2 separate regions of the Bos taurus genome follow, and region 2 is linked to region 1. Evidence: chromatin contacts called from public Hi-C data. All regions are on one chromosome and are shown on one strand. The core of a region is the stretch at or near the end of the contact, and the rest is flanking DNA. Distances in the headings are between cores, read along the strand shown. Region 1 has its middle 42 kb from the start of PPARGC1A. Region 2 has its middle 150 kb from the start of DHX15.

The links. Hi-C and Micro-C count contacts between places; a contact is called where the count stands out from the background.
Region 2: a contact with region 1 is called in a Hi-C map of liver, with 4 times the contacts expected there. The contact joins two enhancer-like sites. A contact is called at or near these places in 2 of 11 Hi-C or Micro-C datasets (blastocyst and liver).

Annotation. Positions count from the first base shown.
Region 1 is chr6:43,527,451-43,531,107 of ARS-UCD2.0, forward strand. It overlaps a transcript of PPARGC1A not described here. Among named protein-coding and RNA genes, the nearest start is that of PPARGC1A, 42 kb to the left of the region's middle. Within about 2 kb of position 1,576, at least 28 of the 102 cell types and tissues checked have an H3K27ac peak or open chromatin away from gene starts, as enhancers often do. A contact at or near this core is called in liver, where this site is marked.
Region 2 is chr6:44,034,627-44,038,193 of ARS-UCD2.0, forward strand. It overlaps a transcript of PPARGC1A not described here. Among named protein-coding and RNA genes, the nearest start is that of DHX15, 150 kb to the right of the region's middle. Within about 2 kb of position 1,910, at least 3 of the 102 cell types and tissues checked have an H3K27ac peak or open chromatin away from gene starts, as enhancers often do. A contact at or near this core is called in liver, where this site is marked.

The sequences.
Region 1 (3,657 bases), core at 326-2,825:
GATGTCAGTGACCAAGGCAGTAGCAGGCACTGTCCTGGAGGGGGCAGGGTGGGTGCGGCATTCATGGGAATGTGCAGAGAGGAGTTTTGAATTGCTTGACACTCAGTAGGAAGACTGAAGTGGCCCCAAGGTTGAAATCATCCTGGAAATGTCAACATTTTAAGCCTGTGTTCAAAGCTTTCTGCCTTCTGTTGCCAAGCATGCAACAATGACAATAACAAGAATAATAACTAGACTAACACCTGTCATCTTTCATTGAGCACTCATTGTGCCCTAGGCTAAGTCTGTCTAAGTCTCTTTTCATTAAATCTTTTTAACAACCCAATAAGGAAGGTACTATTATTATTCCATTTTATAGCTGAATGTTAACAGGGCCTGAACTCACAAAAGGAAATCCTCAAAACATGGCTGTTTTCCAACATCTCCTAAAGCTCTGAGATCCCATTGTTTTTCCCCCCAGGGTATCCCACTGAACTTGGTTATATATTTGCACCCAGGACATGATTCAGATGATGCCATCCACATTTTGATCCAAACACTCTGTTTTATTTACTTTTAAGTCCCCAATAAGGGTTGACATTTCTTTTCACTCAAACATAAAGATCATTTACACTGCTTCACATGACTTCAATCAGAGCAAAATCCTTCTCAGCCACATGAGTGGCTGTGAATTAAAAAAAAAAATTATTGAAGTATGGTTGATTTACAATGTTGTGTAAATTTCTACTATACTGCAAAGTGACTCAGTTATAAACATATATCCATTTTTTAAATATATTCTTTTCCATTATGTTTTAGCCCAGGATATTGAATGTAGTTACCTATGCTATGCAATAGGACCTTGCTGTTTACCCATTGTATATGTAATAGTTTGCACCTATTAAGAGTGGCTGTGAATCTGATTTTTGGCAAGGCAGCCATCATGCAGCTGCGACCATTGTGCCCTTCTGTGGACACTTAGGGCAGCATATAAATAATAAATCATAGCATTCCTTATGTTTGCTTTGCCCCGTCCAAGACGCCAATCATATCGCAGGGAGGAACGCCTTCTCACTGCTGACATTTAGTTGTGACACTGAAGGACTATTTCTCTAGCTAGGACTTCAGTGCAGTTCTCTAATATCTTAAAGATCAACCTTAGCAACAACAACGACAAAGGCATAGAATTTTATCAGTACAAGGTGTAAGGAAAGAAAGGTTTTGAAATATGAACAACCATCACCATTGATTTTTTTTTTAAACTGAAAAAGCACGTACCACTCAAGCTATAGGGACAAAAATAAATTGCTACTGAGGGGCCATCCACGTGGGAACCAGGAGGACCCTCTGAGGTCCAGGGGAAATTTTTGTTTCTTCCGCACGCCCCCAGACTCTCAAGGGGACAGACTCTTATGGGAAAGTGATCCTGGAAAGAACGGGTTAATACAAGCTGCACGAGTGCCCTCTGTGATGCCTTAAATAATTGTCACATGGCCCCTATAATCTGTCCCTTGCTGTCAGCACTGGGTTAGTCATAATAATATCAGATAAGAGCTGTTCAAAGTGACACACTAACCAACATGAGAGCCACATGACTTTCTGGCGTGGCTACTGCCCTTCAGCTGAACTTTGGCTTAGAACGAAAGACTCCCAGAGGTGGCCCTGCACATGCTGCCCGCTGCCCAGAGTGTCAGATGGCATTTTCCGTTGCTAGGGCCTGTGTTACTTCCCGGGCCATGAGGGGCAGCCGGGGCTCAGTTACAGGGAGTCGCTGGCTCACCCCACCCCTGGGGCCAGGGAAAGGGAACTGCGTGTGGCTGGGCAGCCGCTCCTGCCTCCAGAGCCCGGGCTGGGACTCCCTGTCCCCGCCACACTTGATTAGTTTTGCAAATGTGTGTGTCGCACGTTGTGCCAAGCAATGCAGCGGGGAAAGTCGGACCCCCAAAGGGAGTTTGTCCTGGGAGAGGTGGAGAAGGAATGTGGCTCCTGGCTAAGAGGATGTCAAGGCAAGGGCAGGAAAGGAAGGAGGGGGAAAAAAAGGAAAGTGGTCACCTCTGGGTGGAAGGTTAGTACAGACGGACTGGTTTATTCATGCTTTTTGGCTGCTACTCCCTCCCCTTCCATCTTTTTTTTTTTTTTGCTTCAAGTATGTTTTAGATTTTTAATTTGTAAAGTCAAGTCATCTTTTTTTCTCTCCAAAGGAGAATAAAGAAAGCAAAGAATACTGGAAAAGAGGAAGAAAGGAAGGTGACCCATTCATTCCCTGATTCATTCACAAAGCATAGAGCAGAAAGGAAGGGAGAAAGGAGGTCATCTGACGTTGGACTTGAGAACATTTATTGGCTGAGTGCCTCTGGCGTACTTACCTAACATCTCTTTCTAAGCGTTGTTATCCTCAGCAGCAAAATGAAATAATAATACCTAATTTATCCTATGGTTGTAAGGGTAAAAAGAGGTGATCCATGCTAAGTGGCTTATATGTGGTAGGTGCTGGATAAACAGTAGCTAGTGGAAAGGCACAGAAGCTGTGGGCATCTTTGGTGTCAGAGATACCCAGGCCCATATTCTGGTTCCACCACTTACTAGCATGTGAACTCAGTGAGTGACTTTACCTCTATAAGCCTCAGTCTTCTTATCTATAAAATGGGATTACTCAACAGTCAGAGTTCTTGAAAGAAATTATGGAAGTCATGTTTAGCACTCAGCACAAAGCCAGGTACAGAGTGGGTATTCGGCAGATAGTGTGGTGGTGGTGGTGATGGATAGGTAGCAGGCAGAAAGCAAATTCAGTCACTGATTCAGCAAATGGAAATCGTAAGATGTACAAGCAAAGGAAAAATTATAGAAAGGTATAAGGAATATGTGACAAAAAAATCAAAGGTAAAAATCAACAAAGATTGAAAGATTTCTAAAAGGACATAAGTACATGAAGAGACAGAGAAAGTCCTGAATGGACTTTAGCTGGAAAGTATCTAGTCTACGCTGCTTCTGCCTTCAGGGAGGTAATGTTATTCTTTCCATTTTATAGACTGAAGGTCAGAGATATGTAATGACTTTTCTAGGATCACACAGCTAGTAAATAGCATAAGTGGGCCTAATCTGGAGATAGAGCCCCAACTATGCTTTTAGAAAAGACAGGTGGGTAAGGAAATGCATAGCAAACATTCCATGTAAGTAGGGAAACCTAGGCTTCCCTGGTGGTTCAGATAGTAAACAATGCAATGCAGGAAACCCACCTGCAATGCAGGAAACCCAGGTTCAATCTCTGGGTGGGGAAGATCCCCTGGAAAAGGAAATGGCAACCCACTCCAGTAATTTTGCTTGAAGAATTATATGGAAAGAGAAGCCTGGCGAGCTACAGTCCATGGGGTCACCAAGAGTCAGACACAACTTAGTGACTAAACCACCAGAAGAGAAACATGAGCAACTAAAGAAAAAGTAATAAATGGTATTGGGCAAAAGTTCCTGTTTACATCAAGGGAGATGGAATAGAAAATAGGTGTTTGTTTTTTTTTAAGTGTTTTGACAAGATGAAAATTTTAAAAATGAGACATAAAAACTATATTTAATAGAAATACACTTATTGGAGATAAATCTAGGAAGCTAGAAATTCCTTGGAAGTAGGAAGAATTCCAGTGGAAAGAAGGAAAGCTATATCCCTCCTGCTAATGTACCCAC
Region 2 (3,567 bases), core at 660-3,159, 510 kb after region 1:
TTCAATCCCTGGTTGGTGAACTAAGACCCCATATGCTGCACGCTGCAGTCAAAAAATAAAAAATTAAAACCTCCATGAAGCACTGACTCCCAGTGAACTAAGAAAATGGTCTTAAGGCTCTAAATTAAACATATGCTGAGTCAATCCAAACTGTGTTCCTTCTGGCCATGAAATATACTTATGCGTCCTAAATTATGATCATTTTATTTATAACCACATCTCTGAAACCCTGTACCTTACAAAGTGATTTTATGTACATTCATCTCATTAACCCTGCCGTAAAACTTGAGTAAGAACTGGAGAGAACCCTGAGAGCCTTTAACCAATATCTTTTCTCCGCTTCCATTTTCTCCTTCCAGATCAGTAGGAAAATACATGCCTAGCCATGTAGCAGATAAGGGTAGAGGATAAACTATAATATGTATCACTGTACCTCTGGGTGTGCCCAGGACAGGCTCAGTTTAAGCCAGTTGTCCCTCTTTTATGCTCAAGTGTCCCCATTTGGATTATCAATTATATAGTCACCCCACCTCGGGGATCCTCAACCTGAGTTATGCAACTGGATCACCTGAGATTATTTTAAAATATTGAGTCCTGACTCGAACCATGAAGCTTCTGATTTATTTGCAGTGAGACACTGGCATAGGTACTTTTAAAAAGTCCTCTTGTGTTTCAACTATGTAACTGCAGCTGAAAAGTACTGTACCAGCTCTAAGCCAACATTGTTGAGTGTAACTTCTAGAAAACTCCTTTAAACTATTTAAAGGGAGCTTACTCAACTAGGAAGAGGTGGCCTTGGTCCCTTCCTCCTCCTTGCTGGGAATGTTGATAAGAAAGCTGGAGCTCAAGCAGCCATTTTGGTCTCTGAGGCTACCTTGGAAATTAACACCACACACCAAGAGGGAAAACAGAAAGCAGAAGCTGGGGTCATTAACAGCTATAGCACATGAAAATCTTTTCTCAAGCCACCGTATCAAATGTCTGTTACCAACAGCCAAATGTAACTCTGAAGTAATACAGTAGGCATCACTATGTCACAAGTGAGAAAAGTTGCTCAGGGTCACACAGTTTACAAGGAACAGAAGTCAAGTGTAATGACTTCAATCCTATGACCTTTCTGCTAGAAGGAATGGAGCAGAAGGGTCAGAGAAAAGGGTTCTCACTTTCAAAAGTGTATCTATCCAGACAACTCTACTGACATTCTGACCACTTATTTTTGAATCCCAATCATATGTATTTCCAGAACACTGAACAAGGAGAAGATTTGATAAGTAGCAGCTAAAAGTCAAACACAACCGAGCAACTGAGCGCACGCACACACACACACACACACACACATAGTTTGTTTTGCTTTAAAAACAGCAAGCCCTTAAAATTTGTTTTGTACTGTGGCTATACTTCTGATAAATGTATGTAAAATTTCTTAAACCCCAAACTCTTTAACTAATCAACAAATACTTTCTGAGAACCTACTATAAAGGAGACACTAATTTTATAGGAAAAGGGTTTGAGAAAGTAGGGTTTAGAGGAAGACACGTGTTCTTCCCCATGAGGAGCTGAAAATCCAAGTGGGACATAGCTACAGTGGCTGCTTACCATTGCCCACAAAGCGTTGTGATCAATCAAAGAAGGACAGGATCACCTATGACTCAAGGAACCAGGGAAGGCTTCATGGAAGAGGTGGCATTCATCTTTTTAAGATCTCAAGAGGCCGACGGGAACAGGAACTTCAGGTCCAGGAACTGGCCCAATCAAGGCTCAAAGTCAGTTATTAGGTAAGTGTGTTAACAGGGAGCCCAACTGGACTGAAACACAATGTCCATTCGAGAGAAAGAGGTTAGATGAGGCTAGGAAGGTAGTTTAGGGTCAAAGTACACAAAGTCTTGAAGGCCAGGCTAACAGTTTTGGAATCTATTCAGTAGATAGTGCAGGTCAGAGCAGTGACCTCAGTAGATTCGTGCACCAAGCCCAGGCAGGATGAATTACCCAGGGAGAGAAGAAAGGCCGGGGGACCATGTAAGAGGCCATGGTCACAGTCCAGGCAAGAGGTAATATGCCTCAGAATCAGGGCAGAAGGAGTGGGAATGCAGAGGGAGGCTGAGTGCCAGAAATAGGACTGGTGAGACTTGGCAGGACATTCCAGCCTGGGGAAACGAGTGGCATTCATTAGAAGTGTGGGGTCCAGGGATACAAAGTTCTAACAGTGGGTAGGAAGTCTAGGACTGGCCTTTGGGAGAGACATCATGAGAGAAGCTTCAGATTTGGGAATCATTTGTCTAGAAGTGGTAGATGAAGCCATTAAAACAGGGAAATAGTAGAAAAGAAATGTGAAGATAGAAACTCGAGTAGTATCAATACTTGTCAGACAGAGGGATAAAGGAAAGAAGAGTGGAAGGGAGGGGAGGGGAACGGAAGGCAAGGAAAGGGAGAGAGAAAAGAAGGAACAGAGGGAAGGAGGGAGGGAGATGGAAGATCAGAGAAGAAGGAAAGAAACTCAGGGAATACAACATAATAGAAGAACAGGAAGAAAGGACTTAAAGAATTGTACTAACAGTGTTAAAGCAATAAAGTAATGTTATCTGTCTGTTTTTAATTTGACTTTCTCCTTCTGAGGGTAGCTTAGCCCTGATGCTGCATGATCCCCAGCACCGGCCACAGATTCCTCCCTTTTCACAGGAAGGTGTAGACATCGCCCAGCAGCCTCCACTGATGTAACAGGGAAACAGGTCCTCCTAGGCAGGGACCTAAAATCCCAGAAATCTGGTCCTGGTTCTGCCTGGTTCTGCCTCTCAGATAAATTTCATAACCTTTCTGGTCTCTGTAGATTCATCTATGAAATGATCGGTCAAGATCAATTGCACAAAGATATATATATATATATGGTCAAGGGCGTTCACTGTAATATTGCTTCGTTACAGTAAAAATTTGGAAGCAACCCAAATGTCCAACCATAAGAGGTTGGTAAAATACATTATGGTCTGTTCATACAGCAGATCACTTTGTAGTCATTAAAAGTGATGATATAGAAATAATTTATTGACACATAAAGATGTGTACCATATTAAACTTCAAAAGAAATTATGAGACTGCTTTTTTTAAAAAACATATATGCATAGAAAAAAAGGATAGATGGCATGCTTGTCTCTATATCTGAAGTAGAGAAATGATGGACAATTGTCACTGGATTTCATTTTGCTTATCTGTGTTTTCTAAGCTTTGTAGAACAAGTATTTATTATAGGTAATAGTTTTTTAAAAGATATTTTTAAGTGAAATTGCTTCTATATAGTTATAACACTACCCCTCTCCCTCAGACTACTTGTTTCAAGTTTTCTGTAGAAATGCTTACTCATACACACATAATAAAAAAATAACAGGGATATTATTCCTTATCTATGATTTTAATTCATAAAAACTTATGTGGCCATCCATGGAGTATGAGGCTGCAATAAAGATCCTTTGGTCTCAAGCAGAAAATCTGAACTCAAGAAGTTTGCTTATCCCCAGGGATCTAACTTCTTCTTTCAGTAAAATTCTATGATACTTCCTACCCTAGTGAGGCTTCCCT